2 separate regions of the Mus musculus genome follow, and region 1 is linked to region 2. The links are chromatin contacts, called in public promoter capture Hi-C maps. All regions are on one chromosome and are shown on one strand. Each heading gives the region's core, a stretch centred on a gene start, on an enhancer-like site or on the middle of the called end of the contact. The rest is flanking DNA. Distances are from core to core; before and after follow the strand shown. Region 1 holds the start of Tlcd5 (TLC domain containing 5). Region 2 overlaps Arhgef12 (Rho guanine nucleotide exchange factor (GEF) 12).

What was found. Promoter capture Hi-C pulls out the DNA fragments that hold promoters and counts their contacts.
Region 1: a promoter capture Hi-C map of hippocampal neurons shows a contact between it and region 2, with 2.5 times the contacts expected there. The contact joins the promoter of Tlcd5 here to the enhancer-like site in region 2. A contact is called at or near these places in 11 of 39 promoter capture datasets (the 3T3-L1 cell line, 3T3-L1-derived adipocytes, the C10 cell line and 6 more), 9 of 115 datasets of contacts at active chromatin or transcription factors (embryonic forebrain, embryonic limb bud, embryonic midbrain and 5 more) and 3 of 9 other capture datasets (adipose tissue, liver and pancreatic islet).

Annotation. Positions count from the first base shown.
Region 1 is chr9:43,115,273-43,118,986 of GRCm38.p6, reverse strand. Tlcd5 (TLC domain containing 5) reads left to right here and starts at 2,417. Exons shown (of 3, transcript NM_001034863.3): 1 at 2,417-2,510.
Region 2 is chr9:42,963,186-42,967,158 of GRCm38.p6, reverse strand. Arhgef12 (Rho guanine nucleotide exchange factor (GEF) 12) reads left to right here. Exons shown (of 41, transcript NM_001359232.1): 41 at 1-3,317. It also overlaps the pseudogene Gm5831. Among named protein-coding and RNA genes, the nearest start is that of Gm36648, 17 kb to the right of the region's middle. Within about 2 kb of position 2,573, at least 11 of the 459 cell types and tissues checked have an H3K27ac peak or open chromatin away from gene starts, as enhancers often do. A contact at or near this core is called in forebrain and hippocampal neurons, where this site is marked.

The DNA of each region.
Region 1 (3,714 bases), core at 1,168-3,667, 150 kb before region 2:
TTTGAGGGATCGTGAATCGCTGCCCAAGGCTTGGCTATAGTGGCTCAGTGGCACACCTAGTATGTCCAAGCCCTAGGTTCAATGTTCAGCACTGCCAGAGGATCACTGTTAAAAAAAAAAATGCAGATTTCAAAGTACATCCAGAGTTAGGTTCTGGGGTTGTGTGTGTCTGGCAGACGTTGATTTTGTTGGTGATCTTTCTCTGGTCCCAGACCACACACCGAACTGTGAAAACTGGGAGAGCATAGCGATATGATTGTCTTGCTCAGAACACTGCAGGCTTCCTCTTCGCCACTGAAGGAGATAACCTGGGCCAGATACCTGGCACTGCCATTAAGACAGCTGAGATTCTCTGGCTCTTAAGTGTGACTAATCCTCTGAATGAACCCAGGCAGATTTAAAAACACACTTTTCCTGTCCCACATCAGACCTACCAATCACAATAATTAAGATGTAGTCTGTACACGGGCGTTTTGAAATCAATAGTGCTTTGGAAGTCACCTGTGCTGCTTCAAATACATTTTTTTCTATTAATTTTGGTTTCTCTTCCTTTTTGAGGGAGGTTTCCTGTAGCCCAGACTGGTTTGAATTTGCTATGTAGCAGAGAATGCCATTGAGTTCCTAATCTTCCTGCTTCCACCTCCTGAGTGCTGCGGTTACAGGTGTGAACCTTCTCAACTGAGTTACTCCTTCATTAATTCCACCAACAAACCTTCATTATACAGCTACCATACTAGATTCTAGGGAAACAGGCGAAAACAGTGTCATCCTTACCTTTTGAAGGGTTAGTGCAATAAATGACCAAAATGAGAACATTTACAGTTCTTACACATTGTCTTTTTTTTTTTTTTTTTTTTTTTTTCCTTTTGAGACAGGGTTTCTCTGGCTGTCCTGGAACTCACTCAGTAGACCAGGCTGGCCTCGAACTCAGAAATCCACCTGCCTCTGCCTCCCAAGTGCTGGAATTAAAGGCATTCACCACCACCGCCTGGCGTTTTTTGTTTTTGTTTTTGTTTTTGTTTTTTTGAGACAGGGTTTCTCTGTATAGCCCTGTCTGTTCTGGAACTCACTATGGAGACCAGGCTGGCCTTGAACTCAGAAATCTGCCTGCCTCCCGAGTTCTGGGATTAAAGGCGAGCGCCACCACGCCCGGCTCTTACATATTGTCTAAACACATCTCTTCTAAAGAGTTTCACTTCTGGGCTCCTTAGCACCCCATCATTGTCAGCCTTGATCAACAAGCTCCCCACTTCACCCACCTCATTATTGTAGTTGAGCCCCACCCCCGGTTGTGTGTGTTTTAATTTTGAGACAAAGTATGCAGGCTAGCTTCTAATCTACAATTATCCTACCTCAGCCTCCCAGATGCTGAGATTACAGGCATATAGCACAACATTATGCTCATACTTCAAACTCACTATCCTCAGACCGAGAGAGAATCAACAATTTGTCCAAAAGTAAAATAAAGACCTGGGAATACTGCTTAGTGGTAGAGCATTTGTCTAGCCTGCCAGGGGCCTCTGGTTTAATCCCAGTATTTGGGGAAAATATTTTAAAGTTAAATAAAGATAATAGATGATATTTATATGGACTTCCACATGCTTATTGTTCTACGTACTTATTAATGTAACCTTTTTGAATTTTGATAATAATCTATGAGAGAGGCATTTCACGCCCCATTCTGTGGATGAGGAAGTAGGCATAGACTTAACTTGCCCAGCTGCATACTAAGTAGAATTAACTTTTAAAAAGTGTATGTGTTGGTCTGCAAGTATGTGCACACATGGGTGTGGTGTCACTAGAGTCTAGAAGAGGGCGTCGGATCTTCAGAGCTAGCGTTAAAGACAGTTGTGTGCATGGGTTCAGGACAGGGACTTCTAGTCCCGTGTAAGAGCAGCCAAGGCTCTTAATTGTTGAGCCATCTTTCCAACCCCTTACTTTTAAACTTTATGTTTACGCCTAGTTAAGGACAGTGCTAAAAAGAGATCAACGTAATTCCCAGGCCTAAGTACTTTTCTGACACTCAGTGTGCTTGTTTCACTATTCAGATTTAAGTGGGAGATCAAAGACGGTCTGAGTAGGTGCGCAGTACATCCTTAGTGAAGAGCCTGTTCCATCTCACAGACTGCAGAGTAGATCAGGATTTATCGAGATAGAGTACCAGGGGTTGAATCCAGGGCCTTATGCCTTAGTCTAACGTTCCACCACTAAAAAGCTACACTCTCTACATAGACAGCCCTACAAATGATTAAACAGACAACAAACAAGCGCAGCAGATCATCCTTCTCTTCCCTATCCAAAGGAGGACCCTCCATTCCGCTTCCTTCCTTGGCCCAGCATCCATTCTGCGTTCTGTCCTCCCAGCCAGCAGGTGCCCCTAGACCCCCGGCTCCTCCTCCTCCGCCGTCACAGACTCGTCTCCCCCTCCCTCTACAGCTTCCTGTCGCCGTGATCCGAGCCCTGGGCTGTGGGCGCCCGGGCGCCGGAGGCTTCCCGGTGCGCTCCGCCAGGTAACAGCGTTCGCCGGAGGGATGGACACCGGTCTGCCCTTGGCGCAGACGGGGAAGGAGCGGGCGGGCGGCCAGGTGCGCGCGGGCTCCTCTGCCCCGGGGTGCCGGGGCCTCTCTATGCCAAGCTTTGGGCACCCGTCTGGATGCCTAGATAACGGTTCAGGATGGGACGTTCCGGGTTAGAAGTCGGGCGTGGTCGAGCAGTTGGGCACTCCCCCGCCACCCTCCGGGATGCGACCTTGCTGCTGGCTGGGAGCCCCCGGCTGCAGCTCTCCCGAGGCCCGGAGCCAGACGCCCGCCCAGGGCCGCGGCTCTCTGGGATGGGGGAGCCCGGGTACGGAGCTTCGAGGGCCTGGGAACCTCCCAGACTCCACACCAGACACGAAGGCTCAAGGTCACAGAGCTGTGTCTGCCGTTTACAAATGCCTGTTTTTTTGTTGGAGTGTTTGTAAATGGGCTACTGTTTTCTCTCTTGGGCCAGGGAATTAGGATTCAGAGAAGAGGACTCTAAAAATACTAATCGCCGAGTCCCAATCAGCTGATCCGCCTTACTGGCCAGTGACCCTGGCCTTTGAAAGGAAGTAAGAGGGACAGCGCTTTTCACTCGGGTACTTTGTATGTCTGGCCTTTACTCTGAAGATTGGCCTAGAAGTTTCAGAAAATGTGTCTTAGAACTGAACTGACCTTTTTTTCCCTGTTCCCTAGTTCTAGTTTAAACACATTCTTCAGGTTAAAAAGATTTCCCCACTTACTGGTCTCTGATGGACACTTACTGTTTTCTTGAATAGGTACCTGATTTCTCATGAAAGCTGGACAAAACTTGCCCTTTGCCCGAGCCCTCTCTGGATAACATTCCTGGGAGTGGCTTGTGTATTGAGGTGTGTTGGTCTGCATTTGTCAGAAAAGGGTGAGCGGTTAAGTGCAGTCATGCAGATAATTCCTGCAGAGATGAGAAGCGTCCTGGACGTGTTTGAGATTTCTTTTCTTATTTGTACTTTCAACAGAGGAGCTAAATAATGTATATTAACAAGGACATATTGGTCCTTTTTGGAGTCTCTTCTGCATGTCTAAAGAAACTCAGTGTTGATTATTGTTTAAATGTATCAGCAAAAATTCTACAATGTAAGTTTTCTACCTTTACCAGTTATCTACCTGGCTATCTATCTATCTATCATTTTGAGACAAGGGCTACTGTGTAGCCCTA
Region 2 (3,973 bases), core at 1,324-3,823:
TCTTTCTGAGTCCCAGCCTCTCAGAGTCACAGCAGGGCTTACTGGACAGGTACTCTGGCGTTGCTCCAGTACTTCCAAATAAATGCATATCATTACACCTTCAGATGAAACCTCAGAATGAAGTGCATTCTGAAAGACAACAGCAACAAACCACTTTGTAAGTTTTTTTTTTACTCTACCAGCCTTACTTCTTGCCTGTTCCCCTCCCTCGGGCCTCCTGTGCCTTCCACTCCATTCTGGCCATTAGAATCCATTTGACTTTGACATTACATCTCCCTTCCGTGGTGGCGACAGCAGTGTTCCTCCTGTTCTGGAATGAGATGGTCATTGTCATAGTCCTCTTAAAGGTGGGTGACAAGAAGGTGCAGTGTACTTCTGCTCCAAAGAACACTAGGCAAGCGGAAAGCCATGTGTGCCATGGGTGCAACCTGTGACCCTGCTCTCCTGTGAGCTTAGTGGCTCTCCTGTCACTAACTGGCAGGTTATGTGTGGAGTGTCACCTTTTCAGAGAGAAAAACTAACCAAGCCAAACCAGCAAACCCTCCAAGTACTGTAATGTAAAGGCCGGCTTTGGCCTTCCCCACCTGTATAGTTTCATGGCAGCCCCCTGGACTGTTGAGTTCTGCTGCTTTCACAACCTAAACTGTAACTATTTATTGTATCACACGCAGGTTGTTCATGAGTATTTTTTCCTTTGTTTCCCCAAACAACTTCTTTTTTTTTTTTTAAGTCTTGGAAGCTTATGGTTTATTGTGGATTGCTCTCAGGAGAGTAAGAGACAAGAAAAGCAACATATATGTGGGGGGAGGGGTTGGAGTGGTGGTGGAGCAAAGCCAGCTGGAGACAGGCTCCAGCCTAGACCCTTGAAGACCAGAGAGCAGCAATGCACCATACTCTTGATTTCATGGGGAGAAAGGGGGATGGACCCCCAGGCCAGGAGGTGTAACTCCTAGCTGCACCTGTTTCCATATGACCAAGAGTAATCATCCGGGAATGAGAGAGTCTATAAAGAACACTCATTGCTGCTGCAGGTGAGCCAGACATGGCCAGGTGACACCAGCCATGTCTCTGATTTCAGTCAACTCTTTTCATTTGTTTCCTGAATAGCAAACACTTCCTTGAAACTCTTCTCAAACTTGGACTCCAGTCTAAGTCCCATTTCGCCAAACTTAGGGTCCTTGAACGTGATTTTGTGATTCCGGAAGATGAGCCTCATGTCTTGCACAAAGTCTTCTACTTGGCAGTAAGCCTGGTCACTCAGCTTTTTCTTGATTATGTTCAACCACATAGGCTCTTGCACACCCACAGTCATCTCTCTAAAATAATAATAATATGGCATCTTGGAAAAAAAGGAGCTCTCAGAACAGCAATAGACTCTCAAGAGAACATACTCGCACTTCAACTGTTCCTGGGGAGCCATCTCCCTCTGCAGTATCTCAGATTCTGGAAGACTCGGTTGACTTCCTAAGGACTGCATCCTACAGAAGATGCAACTCCATGGTGTTATCTCAGCTTCCACTGTTGGGATATGACAGTCCTCATGGAAGGCTCTGGAACAAGTATCACAGCAGAAGAGTATTCCTCCATCCCGGCACACCTCACATTCATCTGAGTTCTGAATACTAGGGTCAGCTGGGGAACGATGCAAGTTCTGTGTTCTCTGCTCTTTTCTTTTGCGATGTATCCGTGGAGGATTGGGTAGAAATTTTCTCTGGATCAGGAGTTTGAGGGGCCAATTATGGCAGCGCAGGCTCAGTTTCCAGTTCTTTGACTTTCCATAGCCTCCCATCATTTCAAATTCCGAGGGTGTGAACCAGTTTCCATTCTGACACTGTATGGACTTCACAGATATCCCTTGTTTGAATTTATCCTTGTGTAACACTCCCTTCAAGTTACCACACGTCACGGGAAGCAACTCAGCACTAAAATCGGCATTTTCTTTTCTGCGTCTTCTTAGACCCCTGATCTTAGCAGTGCGTCCTGGGTTCTTTTTCATTTTCTTTCTCTTGAAAGCTGCCTGGACAACAGCTATTCTGCCACGTTTTCTCTGTACACTCATTGGCTTTCTCCATTTTGGTTTTGACCAGTTGTGGCCTTTCTTTTTTCTTCTCTGCTTCTTGGGTTTTCTTGCAGGAATGTTCCTCCTGGTGCCCACACATTCTCCTTGGCTGCTTCCCATCCTTGCTTCCAGGTCTTCTGGCACATATGTTGGGGAACACATGACACAGGAACACTTCTTTTCACGTGTGGGTTGCTGTGCTCCTGGGCCAAAATTGTGGGTGTACATAGGTTTGTTATCTAATTTTGTAATACTGGGGACCAAGCTCAGGGTCTCATTTGTGCAAGGCAAGCAGTCTACCAGTGCCCCAAACAACTTCTAATGACCTCTAGAAAGAACAAGCCCTTTTTTAGAAAGTATTTTGTTTCATTGTCTTTTGGGGAGTGAAGAAGAGAAAAGTCCTTGTTGCCAGAATTTTAGAAGCTAAAAGACTTTATGCTGCCTCTACTGCAGGGGCTCGTTTTCCCGTCGCTCCTGGGCACTGGCGCTGGCCTGCTGCCTGCAGCTGGTACCCTGCCCAAGCTGTCTTCTCTGCAGCCGCCTGCTTGAGCTTGCTCTGTGCCTGCTTCCCTCCACGCTCCGAAAACCATGATCTACAAAAACAGACTTCTGCAAGGTCTCGCTCGCCTGCCCACCCGCCCCCTAACGTTGTGTTGGTTTTGGTTTTTGTTTTTGTTTTTGACAGTTCACCCCCATTTAGTGTGAGCTGTAAAACTGTACTTTATTTAAAGGCGTGCTCTTGTTCCCGTCTGGCTGCCTTCCCCATGGGTGCTGAGGGTTTGGGTAATACACTGATCAGGAAAAGGTGGTCTTCTCAGAAACCAGTCCCTCCCTCCCAGCCATTGCCAGGTGCCACCCGCTAAGCAGACATACTACAGCAGGGGACCGTAGCGTGCACACTGTTGGTGGTTTTTAATGAGCCTCTCTTTCCCCACTAGGCTGTCTCACTTTACTTGTTCACCATACAATCATTTACTCTTTAACAAAAATTGCTTTTAAGAGAAATCTGGAACTATCTTTAAAAAAAAAACCTTATTAATAATCATGTATTTTTACTGATCACATTTTGAAATGCCTAAAAGACTTTTATTGCTCTAATTATCCAGATGCACCTTTGTAAAAAGCTCTTTTATGAATTAGCTGATAAGGCTGTATGTTTCTGGAACAAAATATTGGGTCATCTAAAACTTTCTGTTTTCTGGGGTCTGGGAAAATAGAAAATAAGAATTCAAATATTAAATAAGCTTAAAAGAACTGAGTATGTGACTTTTTCTTTGTATGTATTCCTGTTTGTCTTCTGTAAGTTGTGTTTTGACATGGGGTTCTCACCTTAGGCTGGCCTTGTGCTCCTCCGTGAGTGCTGAGGTCTTAGGTGACCCCACCACAGCCGGCCACCAAGTTCTTAAGTGGACAAGGAGTCAGTAGCCTCCCTAGCAGTGACTCTCCTGGCCTTCCTGCTGCTTCCGGTCTCATTGCTGGTGAGACTAGTCTTTAGATCGCTGTGAAGTGTGAACCTCTGCAGTGGTGTGAGCAGCTGACATTGCCCTTGTAACAAGCCAGCTTTGTCCTTGGTTTTCAAGCAGTGATGGAGGCATGGTAGCATACACTTGATACCAGGCTCTAATCCTGCCACTTGGGAAGCTGAGGCAGGCAGGGCCCTTGAGTTTAAGGCTAGCCTGGTTTACATAGTGAGTTCCTGGTCAGCCTGAGTGAGACACTTGTCTTTTTTTAAAATAGCTTTCAACTACAATTTTTGGTATATTACATCATTAAAAAAACTTGATATGACACATTAATTTTGCTGTTTTTCCATTTTTAAGTGATGAGATCCATGTGTCAGCTTTTGTGGCACATGCAGGAAGTGGTTCTGCCTATTTGTGCATGTCATTCTTTTAGAAGGCTGACTGCCTTTAG